Linked DNA regions of Sus scrofa: region 2 is linked to region 1. The links are chromatin contacts, called in public promoter capture Hi-C maps. All regions are on one chromosome and are shown on one strand. Each heading gives the region's core, a stretch centred on a gene start, on an enhancer-like site or on the middle of the called end of the contact. The rest is flanking DNA. Distances are from core to core; before and after follow the strand shown. Region 1 holds the start of HSPB2 (heat shock protein beta-2). Region 2 holds the start of PTS (6-pyruvoyl tetrahydrobiopterin synthase).

Region 1 (5,145 bases), core at 2,476-4,975:
TTCGATCTGTGGCCTCACTTATTGGGTTAAGGATCTGGCATTGCTATGACTATGGTGTAGGGTGCTGACTCTGCTCGGATCTGGTGTTGCTGTGGCTCTGGTGTAGGCTGGCAGCTGCAGCTCTGATTTGACTCCTAGCCTAGGAACCTCCATATGCCATGGGTATGGCCCTAAAAAGACAAAAAATAAAATAAAAATAAAATTGACACATGGTATCCAGGGCTTCAGTTTTTTATACTAATTCAGCCTCTATCAGTTGTATTTACATAGCAGCAACATGAAACCCTCATCAAAAAACAGAATAAGCACAAACAAGATGTAATAAGACATTCTGAAGTAAGGAACTCCAGGAGTTGTCCAGTTGAACAATTCAGTGACCCATCAAACTCTGAGTCTTACCATCTTCTCGCTCAGCTGTCCTCAGTATATCATGGGTTTTCTCTTGTGGTTTCAGGATTGTTACCAATTGAAGCATCCCATTCTCATCCTACAACATCCAAAGGAAGAAAAAAAATCAATCTCTTTCTCTTCCCTCTCCTTCTTCCTTTCCTCCCTCTCTCTCTCATTTTAAAAGGAAAAAACTTTTCTATAAGCATCTAGAGGCAAACTTCCCTTCTGTCTCATTGACCATAATTGGGTGGTAGCCCTTTCAAGACTAATTCCTACAGAAGGACGGGAATCTCCATGATTGATTTGGGCGAACTGTGATTGGAGCTTGGGTTCACTTTCCTAAAGCACATGGCTGGGAAGAATATGGTAGACACCTAAACCTGCCTGTGGTGCTCTTGGCAAAACTAAAGTTGGAAAATAGGTTACTTGAGCAGCCAGCATTATCTGCTACACATAAAAATTGGCTCTATGTTTAGGGAAATCTGACTTCTGGCTAGATCACAGCATTTCAGACTATTAGGAAGTTGATTTTTTTAAGAGAAAACATTTTGAACCTGTATAGATTTGCAATGTATGTTGTCCTAGCTTCACACCCCTGCATCATGAAAAGTTTGGCAATTATTTCTTGTGTCATTTTTTGTTTTGTTTTGTTTTTTTAGTCTTTTTAGGGCATGTGGAAGTTCCCAGGCTGGGGGTGGAATCTGGAACTGCAGCTGCCGGCCTTTATGGCATAGCCACAACGACACCAGATCTGAGCCGCGTCTGCAACCTACACCACAGCTCACGGCAATGCCAGATCCTTAACCCACTGAGCAAGGCCAGGGATTGATCCAATCTGTGTCTTCATGGATGCTAATAAGATTCGTTTCTGCTGAGCCATGACAGGAACTCCTAAAACTTAACCTTTTTATTTATTTTTGCTTTTTAGGGCCACACCCTGGAATATGGAGGTTCTCAGGCTAGGGGTGGAATTGAAGCTACAGATGCTGGCCTACGCCATAGCCACAGCAATGCCAGATCTGAGGTGTGCCTTCAACCTGCACCACAGCTCATGGCAACACCAGATCCTTAACCCACTGAGTGAGGCCAGGAATCGAACCCAAAACCTCATGGTTCCTCGTCAGATTCATTTCTGCTGCACCAGGAAGGGAACTCCCTAAAACTTAACCTTTTTAAATAGTGGGTCAGTAAATTGTATCTTTCCCAGTTTTAGTTTTAATAGGTATTTACTGGCTCATTTAGAAACTACACCTGAGAGACCTGTTTGGTGATAATCACCTGTCCTATTTACCGTCCTTGTGAATCAGCTGAAGGCAATGCTCATTGGTAGGAAAATGTCAAAATTGAGGGCAATATCTCCTCCCAGGTGACATGATTAATTTCAGAGATGCACTAAGGGCTCTTATGTATTGTCATCCAGACTTCGTTTAGATTTGTTATTGGAACTGAGGGCCAAAATCAAAGAGGAAGGAGTGAGAGGAACTGATATTCCTTGAACTCTGCTAAGGGCATTTTACTTTCTTTTCCTCCTTAATCCATGCCTTACAACAAGTGTACAAATCAGTACCCCATGTTATAAATGGAAGACCATAAAGTTTAAGTGACTTGCTGAATTTATACCATCAGTAAGTGTTGGATACAGTTATTCTGACCCTCATATCCCTGGAGCCCCCTAAATCACATGGTGATGATTAATACAGAAGATTCAAACAGAGGACAGTTATCTGTTGCTGAATGATATTTATTAGCTTAATAATTTGGGCCTGCCCTTAGCATTAATAAGCTTCAGCACTAGTCACAAGATTTTCATTCACTGATGAGGAAGGTTTCTTGTTTTAAAAAATGCAGTTAGAGGAAGGGCATCTACTTCTTGGGGGCTGCAGTGACAGCAGGCTTCTCTTCACGGGTGATGGGAATGGTGCGCTCGGGGCCAGAGGCCTGTCTCCTTGGTCCATTCACAGTGAGGACCCCATCAGATGACAGGGATGAAGTAATGGTGAGAGGGTCCACATCAGCTGGGATCCGGTATTTCCTGTGGAACTCCCGGGAGATGAAACCATGTTCATCCTAATGCAAGAGCATAAGGAAAGAGGTAGATAAGAACAGGAAATAGTGTTGCTTGCCTGGAACTCAAGACATCCTGCTTCTCTCTGGGTGTGACCAAATGTGTGGCAACAGGAGAGAAGGCTACATAGCTTTCCTGTTTGGGGCTAGGATGAAATTGCCTAGGTGACCACTCCTACCAGTGGGAGTCTGAAAAGTCTGAACAGCCAGGACTTCCTAGCTCTTCAAGCCCTGAAGTGCAGTTATGGTCAGGGGTATACCTCAAAGGTTTAGATCAATGTTTGCTGGGTTTACAGGATTTAGACTATCATCTGGCTTTGATGATTTGAGTCCCCGGAAGCCCAGCAATTGTCCTCACTCTTCAGGAATGTTCCAGAACGTTCCAGACCAATAGGACTAATAAAAATAATAATGAAAAAACTCCATCTTGGGGAGGCTATGTTAAATGATATAAGCAAAACTGAAAGAGCCTGAGGACCTCAAACTATATTATTTGATGTACGAGTTTCTGAGTTATAACTAATTGGTAAGAAGCAAACTCATTGAAAAACTCTCCCAGAGAGTAATGAGAAACTATTCCAGTCTTTATAATTCTGCTACAGGTTAGTTAACTGTTAATCTAATCCCTGCTGTATCTCAAGCATTTATCCAGACAGGCTCTCAATTAACTGATTTCCACATAGGTCTCATGTATTAGGAGCTGAGTATAGCTCTGAAATCTAGGCAAACCAAGTAGTTCACATTAAGATGAGCTAAAGAGAAATGAATTCCTGAACATCTAAAAGTCCCAAATGCCAGGGCCTTCCAGATGTAAGCAGTTAAGGTAATTATATAAAGCAATCAGATCTCTGACAATCACTATTCCTAAATCAGTGGTCTTTAACCTTGACTGTTGGTATGTTAGAATTCCCTAGGGAGCTTTTAAAATCTGATGCCTGGAAGTTCCCATTGTGGCTCAGCGGTAACCACCCGACTAGTATGCATGAACATGCGATTCTATCCCTGGCCTCACTCAGTGGGTTAAGGATACGGCACTGTGGTGAGCTGTGGTGTAAATCGCAGACATGGCTTGGATCTGGCTTGCTGTGGCTGTGACGTGGGCCAGGGGCTGCAGCTCTAATTCAGCCTTGACCCCTAACCTGGGCACGTCCACATGCTATAGGTGAGGCCCTAAAAAGACCAAAAAAAAAAAAAAAAAATCTGATGCCCGAGTCCATCCCTAAAATGTCTGATGTAACTGACCTGGGATATGCCTGAGGATTGGGATTTTTTTTTTTTTTTTTTTTTTAGTTCCGCTGGTAATTCTAACATGGCCAGGTTGAGAGCCACTGACTTAAATGAGAAGTTAACCTTCCATCTATCCTATCTAAGGCAGTCAAGTCAAAACAAAGATCACTTCTCTAGCCAAAATAACAATAACAACAGATCTATCCCTGTTCTAGACTCTATGGCTTAGGACTGAAATGTTGCCAGCTTCAGAGGCTCATGGCAGCATCTGGTACAATGTACACCTTGGGTGAATGAGCAGAAAAGAAAGCCAGCTACATACCTGGCGCTCTTCATGTTTGCCGTGCACCTCAATCACATCTCCCAACACCTTGACCTTGAGTTCCTCGGGGGAGAAGTGCTTCACATCCAGGTTGACAGAGAATCTGTCCTTCTCCAGACGCATCTAAAAACAGCAAGGTGGGGCAGGGGTAGCAGAAAAAGTGGTAAGAATGGGGATTACACTAATACAGCCTCATCATTCTGCAGACTTGCTTTCTGCTCGGGTAGTTGGTCCTCCCCTTTTAAGCTAAAAATCCTTTTTTGAATAAACATGGTTCTCTGGTTCAGGGGGCACACCACTTGGTCATCAGGCCCAAACTTTATTTACAGGGAAAAAGGCCACTCAGGGGATAAATCGCAAGGATGGGTCTGGGCATGGCTTCTGCTGCTTCTCTGACCCAATGCCTGGCCTTGTCATTTGTCTGTGGTACAAAGGCTGCTTCTTCTTGCTCAGGTCTCTGCCAAGTTTCCCACCCACTCAATCTGGAATGTTCTGCTGGCTCTGATTGTCCTTCCAAAGCCCTTGTCCACTCAGCTCCTGTTTATTTACACTTGAAAAATTTTAAACCAGAGTGTTATCTGTGACAGCTTCTGTCAACCTTATCTGTTCCCCTCATTTTCCCACACTCCTAGGACAAGTTGGGGGGTCAGAAAACTGGACCTATATTCTTTCCTCGTGAGCCTCGGACCCAGGCCAGTGCCCTGTCACAGCCTTGAGAAACCTGGAAAATCACAGAAGAGGGAGTGGAAGACAATAGTGGTTGCTGTCTCCAGCTGCACGCAGCAGGGATGAGGTAGGACTGTCTCCTGGCTCTGAAACTTGAAATGATAGTATTTGTGAGGAGTGTGAGGTGTTAGAAGAGGTGAGCAGGAGTCTGAAGGCAGCCCTTGCACTGTAGATCATTATGAACCAAACTGGAAAGGGACACCCTACTTAGAAGAAGAGGATAGAGAATGACCTTTGTAGCACACGGGGAAAATATAAGAAGTGGAATACACAGGGGCGTCAAATCCAAACAGGTGCCTGCGTGGGGGGGAGGGGAGGAACTAGGAACCCCATCTTTCTCCACTGCAGGACACACAAGTGCCTAAAACCCTTGAGACCCTTAGACACAGCCACATTTAGGCTGGGAGGAAGAGGAA
Region 2 (5,332 bases), core at 1,327-3,826, 280 kb after region 1:
GACAATGTGAACCTGTTGGATTTTCTGCATAGCCCTCCATCAGCATAGTTTCTTCTCTGTTTTCCTTGATAGTTACTATAAACATCACCAACTCTATTCTCTTTAACAAAAATGTTCCATACAAATGCTTCATGCTGGGGTGGCAATGAAGTAAAAGTTCTAAGTTTTGTGTCCAGGGTGGTGAGATACAGGACAACAGCAGTAGGTACAGAATGGTAAAAAAAAGATGCCTAAACAGAATTAATATAGCAGAGGTGGGAGCTCAGAGGCTTAGACAACCATAAAAGCATAAATCCCCTGATATTTCACAAAATCTTTGAAAGGGTATTGTACTTCCTCAAACAAGACATGGAGGTTTGATCCAGATCTTTCTTATCTGGACCCGAAGAGTGAAGGAGACTCCATCTGACTTTTGGGAGGTACACAGACCTATCTGATCTTGTCCATCTTCTGTTTTTAAAACTTTACTCCATTCTACTACATAGGCAATGAAGCCCAAACATATAAAGATCAGCAGTATAAACATAAGAATTTGACCCAGGGATGTCTGAATTCTGTCTTGGCCCTGCCATCTTTAAGGTTGTTTTGTTTGTTTGTTTGTTTGTTTGTTTTGCTTTTTAGGGCCGCACTCATGGCATATGGAAGTTCCCAGGCTAGGGGTAGAATTGGAGCTACAGCTGCCAGCCTACACCACAGCCACAGCAACGCAGGATCCAAGCCGAGTCTGCGACCTAAACCACAAGTCACGACAATGCCAGATCCTTAACCCAGTGAGCCAGGCCAGGGAATGAACCAACTAGGATCCATGAGGTGCGGATCAAACCCGAATCCTCATGGATCCTAGTCAGGTTCATTAACCACTGAGCCATGAAAGGAACTCCTATGAGGTTCTTGAAGGAGAAGACAAAAAGGGTCAATACTTTATAGTCTAGGTACAGCAGAAAGTTCTGGAAATTGAGCATATGACTGAGACATAAAGCTTAGGCAGGGCCTCTTCCTCTCCCTGAGTCCAACTTACCACTGGGCAATGTCCTGAGACTCAAGGAAAGGGAGTATACAAGTGAGGGGAAAGGGATTAGGGGGCTCCCTAGTGACCCGTCTTAACCACGTCTGCAAAGATACTATTTCCAAATAAAACCATATTCTGGGGGGGGGGTACAATTCAATCTGTAGCAGTGTGACTGAGGGTAAATTTGGTGAGTGCCTTTATATAGAATCGACTTTAATAAAATAGAGCAAAAATTCTGCAAATGCAATGATTTTTATTAAAGCAAACAGCAATTTCTCCAAAATTATACCCTTTTAAAATTTTATTTTGATTCTTTAAATCGTTTTTGAAACAAGTGAGGCATTTGTGTAATCGTTAGAGTATCTATGATGTAGTCAGTGCCTGGGGGAACACTGTTTACATTATAAGTGATCTTGGGTAAGTAATTCATTTATAGTAGGCCTGTATTTTCTTATCTGTGAGAGGACTGAGTTAGATTTTGGGTCTCTACCTCAAAAATCTCTGGTTTGGAGTTCCCATCGTGGCACAGCGGAAATGAATCTGACTAGGAACCATGAGGTTGCGGTTCGATCCCTGGCCTCCCTCAATGGGTTAAGGATCTGGCATTGCCGTGAACTGTGGTGTAGGCCATAGATATGGCTTGGATGCTGTGTTGCTGTGGCTGTGGCATAGGCCCTTGGCAACAGCTCTGATTAGACCCCTAGCCTGGGAACCTCCATGTGCCGCAGGTGCGGCCCTAAAAAAAGGACAAAAGACAAAAAACAAAACAAAACAAAACTCTGGTTTATAATTATTCAAAGTTCTTTTACAGTCCAGTGGAGGAGAGGAGAAAAAACTTGAAAATGTGTGAGGAATATTTGCTACATAACATATTAATAATAACGATAATGCAGAATGAACAACATATATAGCTGGAGACAGGAGACATTTGAGAGAAATCATTGGGGCTTATATTTCTGCCATGCCCATGATTTTATCTATTTCCAGTGCCTGGAACATGCCAGCAACATAGTACACACTCGGTAACTAATGAAAGGATGAAGGGAGGCAAGAGATGACATGGTGCATGCTGGCAACTCTAAGTAGTTTGATCACTCCTTAGGAGTAGATGTGAGGAAACAAGATCCTATCACTCCGAGGTGTCTGCGGTGAACAGAAAATTGCTAATGTGTGTATGTTCATGGGTGCATGTGCTTACACTGTGGCAACCAAGTGATAAATGGGTCCATGCAGGAATGTGGACGATAAGGACAGCTTGAGAACTCCCCTTTGTTCCAAACAGTCCAAAGGTAATATCGGTTCTGAAGACCACGTGGTCCTACACGTGCCCTCAAATTTCTCCGCCTTTTAAGCTATAAGTAGACTGGTCCTGGGACTCATCTCATCCTGCCACTGGAGGTTTACACCGTAACCCTGGGCTTTCCAGAAGCGAGTGGGAAGGGCGGCTCAATGAAGTCCCTCCCTGATTCAAAGTAGGCCCACGCGCACCCTAACTGCACGACGTGGCCTCAGGTTTAGCGGACAGAAAAATGAAGGCCACCAGACCCCATCTACTCTAAGGCACGCCCAGCTCTGTGAGCTCTTGCTCTCCCGAGATAACGGAAAGCCCGGTGCGGCCTCCAAGCCGGCAGAGGGAGCTCAGCCGCAGGGCGCTTCCGGGGCGCCTGCCGCACTGCGCAGCCGCGGAGGGAGGCCCCGCCCATTCCCCCAGGCAGGCGGCGGCCCCGGGGCAGGAGGCTCGGCCTTGCCTCGCGGGCGGAATGAGGAGCGACGCTGACTCAGGCCCCCACCGGCGGGCGCGAGTGTCCCGCCTCGCGTCCTTCAGCGCGTCCCATCGGCTCCACAGGTGGGTGTGCCCACGGTGAGAGTAGCGAGGGCGGGGCCTTCGAGGCCTGGGCCTAGGAGGGCCTGGCGCCCGGACGTCGGGGGTCGGCCGGGGTACCCTACGTTGAATAGGCGGGGCGCGCGGCGGGGCGGGGGCGCGCGGCGGCGGGGCGGGGGGGCGCGCGGCGGGGGCGGGGGCGCGCGGCGGGGCGGGGGCGCGCGGCGGGGCGGGGGCGCGCGGCGGGGCGGGGGCGCTGGGTGCCTTCTTAGGGCCGCCGGGCCTCGTCGACCACCTAAGAGCCGTGATAGCGAGTTGACCAGGCTCCAGAGGGGCTGTGCAGTGACTGCGGAGGGCGACGGCCCAGGGTACGCAGCCCGGAGGGTCCTCTCGCTGGCTCTGCGACCTGAACGTACTTCTTGGTCCCTCGGATTGCTCTAATTTAGCTTAGAGGGTCGCTGTGACCTTCAAAGGAGTTGAGCTCGCCCACGTTACGCGGTACCCGGCACATCGTAAACACTCAGTTCATGTTAGCTGCTGTTATGTCAGGAGCATTGGCAAGCAGCACAGTTGGGATTGAACCCAGAGTACTCAGACTGCTGGGTCGAATTGAAGAGTTGATTTTGAGGGGATATTTGCCACTTAGTAGAAGGCTCCACTCTCTGAGCATCTGTTTCCTCCTCTGTGAAACCAGGATAATAATTTCTACCTAAGAGGATTGATGCATTCATTCACAGGACAGGTATTTTTTGTCAGGTCTTGGGCTAGGTAACAGGCATGCAGCAGTGATCAAGACCTGTCTTAGCCTTACTTCTGGAATGTACAAACTGGCCAATTTTTTGGAGGGTAGAGTGAGGTAATTTTGTGCAGAAGCTTTGTGAATTGTGGCACGTGGAATGTAAGAAGTGGGTGAGCAGGAGAGAATGAGGAAAGTAATAGTGTCTCACAGAGAAAGGGGTTATTTAATAGGAAGCTCAAACATGTGAGGGTTGTAGAGCCTCCTTGCAGATGCACTGTTGATTGGACAGGTATAAATATAAAAATCCGTTGAGAAAATTGTTCTCTGTTTAGAACATACGCTGAGTATCGTAATTTTATTTTATTTTTATTATTATTATTTTTGTCTTTAGGGCCACACCTGTGGCATTTGGAGGTTCCCAGGCCTAGGGGTCAAATCAGAGCCGTAGCTGCTGGCCTACACCACAGCCACAGCAATGCCAGATCTGAGCCGCATCTCAACCTACAGCACAGCTCATGGCACTGCCACATCCTTAACCCACTGAGCCCTAGGCCAGGGATTGAACCTGTGTCCTCATGGATGCTAGTCAGATTCATTTCCCTGAGCCACGATGGGAACTCCTCCATGAGTATTGTAATTTTAAAGTTTCACCTAACTCGAATACTCCTCAATGTACAGGTGAAGTTATCAATATTAGGCAATAGTTGAGGGATAATAAAAACGTTTTAAAGGAAAGGTCAGAGATTGTTTTTTGGGAGGAATGAGATTTTAAGCCAGTTGAAAACAAACTTTTTTTTTTTTTTTTTAAATAATTACCATGTGCTTTTGCTTCATTCAGTCGGTGCCTAGTAATATAGTAAATGTTGAGTCGAAAAATGCAAGGGCCTTGAGCAGATTAGTTATTGAAATCTTGCTGTGGATCAAGGATGTTGAATTTATTTTTGCTAATTTGTATGGTATAGTAGTCTAATTAGGGGACATACTCTGGTTCCTGACATAAAATTAAGTAATCAAGTCAAATTGTAACTCTCCATTTGGTGAGCTAAAGAATAATAAATTGTGAAAATTTTCAAAGGCTAGAGCAGACGATAAGTGTAGAGAACAGAGAAGGTGTCTGAAATGTGTCATGTTGACTTTTTTTTTTTTTAAATTAGCAAATCTCTCAGTAATGAAGAAAACTTGAAACTCTTTGGGAAATGCAACAATCCAAATGGCCATGGGCACAATTATAAAGGTGAGAGAAAAACGGGTGAAATTTTCAACAATGATGAAAGAGTGTTTAGCAAATGTAGTCTTACTAAGAAACCTTAGAGACAAACCATGAACACTTTGAGCCTTGAATGAGTAAGGAAATGGAAGAACAAAATGAAAAGATCTGTTGCCTTGGTTAGGTATATCTTGAGTTTTACTTTGCAACTGCCTGCTGTTATAGGTAGTTCAAAACAATGAATGGTTTAAATAATTTTTTCCTTGGCCGTAGAGTACATGACATTCTTTTAGCACTGTATTTCCTTCTAATTGGGTATTACTGAGCCAGTGTTAAGATTAGATTTTATTCTTTGAGTAAATAATGACTGAAGAAGGGGAATATTGGCCCAGGACATGCCGTATGCTAGAAAAATGGGTTAGGGTCTAAAACTTTGCCAGCAGAGATTATTTTTCCAAGAAAGTAATTAATTTTTGCAAGGACAAGACACTTATTATTTGAGATACAGATGATGTCTCAAAAACCAGCTGTATTAACTATAAAGTATCATAGCGT

Evidence for each region. Promoter capture Hi-C pulls out the DNA fragments that hold promoters and counts their contacts.
Region 2: a promoter capture Hi-C map of fetal liver shows a contact between it and region 1, with 2.5 times the contacts expected there. The contact joins the promoter of PTS here to the promoter of HSPB2 in region 1. A contact is called at or near these places in 1 of 5 promoter capture datasets (fetal liver) and 1 of 2 datasets of contacts at active chromatin or transcription factors (skeletal muscle).

What each region holds. Positions count from the first base shown.
Region 1 is chr9:39,636,392-39,641,536 of Sscrofa11.1, forward strand. HSPB2 (heat shock protein beta-2) reads left to right here and starts at 3,726. Exons shown (of 3, transcript XM_003129868.4): 1 at 3,726-4,796. C9H11orf1 (UPF0686 protein C11orf1 homolog) reads left to right here. Exons shown (of 4, transcript XM_021062776.1): 4 at 4,636-5,145. The coding sequence ends at 4,682. It overlaps CRYAB (alpha-crystallin B chain), which reads right to left. Exons shown (of 5, transcript XM_021062778.1): 4 at 4,004-4,126; 5 at 2,114-2,457. The coding sequence ends at 2,254.
Region 2 is chr9:39,917,581-39,922,912 of Sscrofa11.1, forward strand. PTS (6-pyruvoyl tetrahydrobiopterin synthase) reads left to right here and starts at 2,577. Exons shown (of 6, transcript XM_005667339.3): 1 at 2,577-2,855; 2 at 4,725-4,804. The coding sequence starts at 2,770.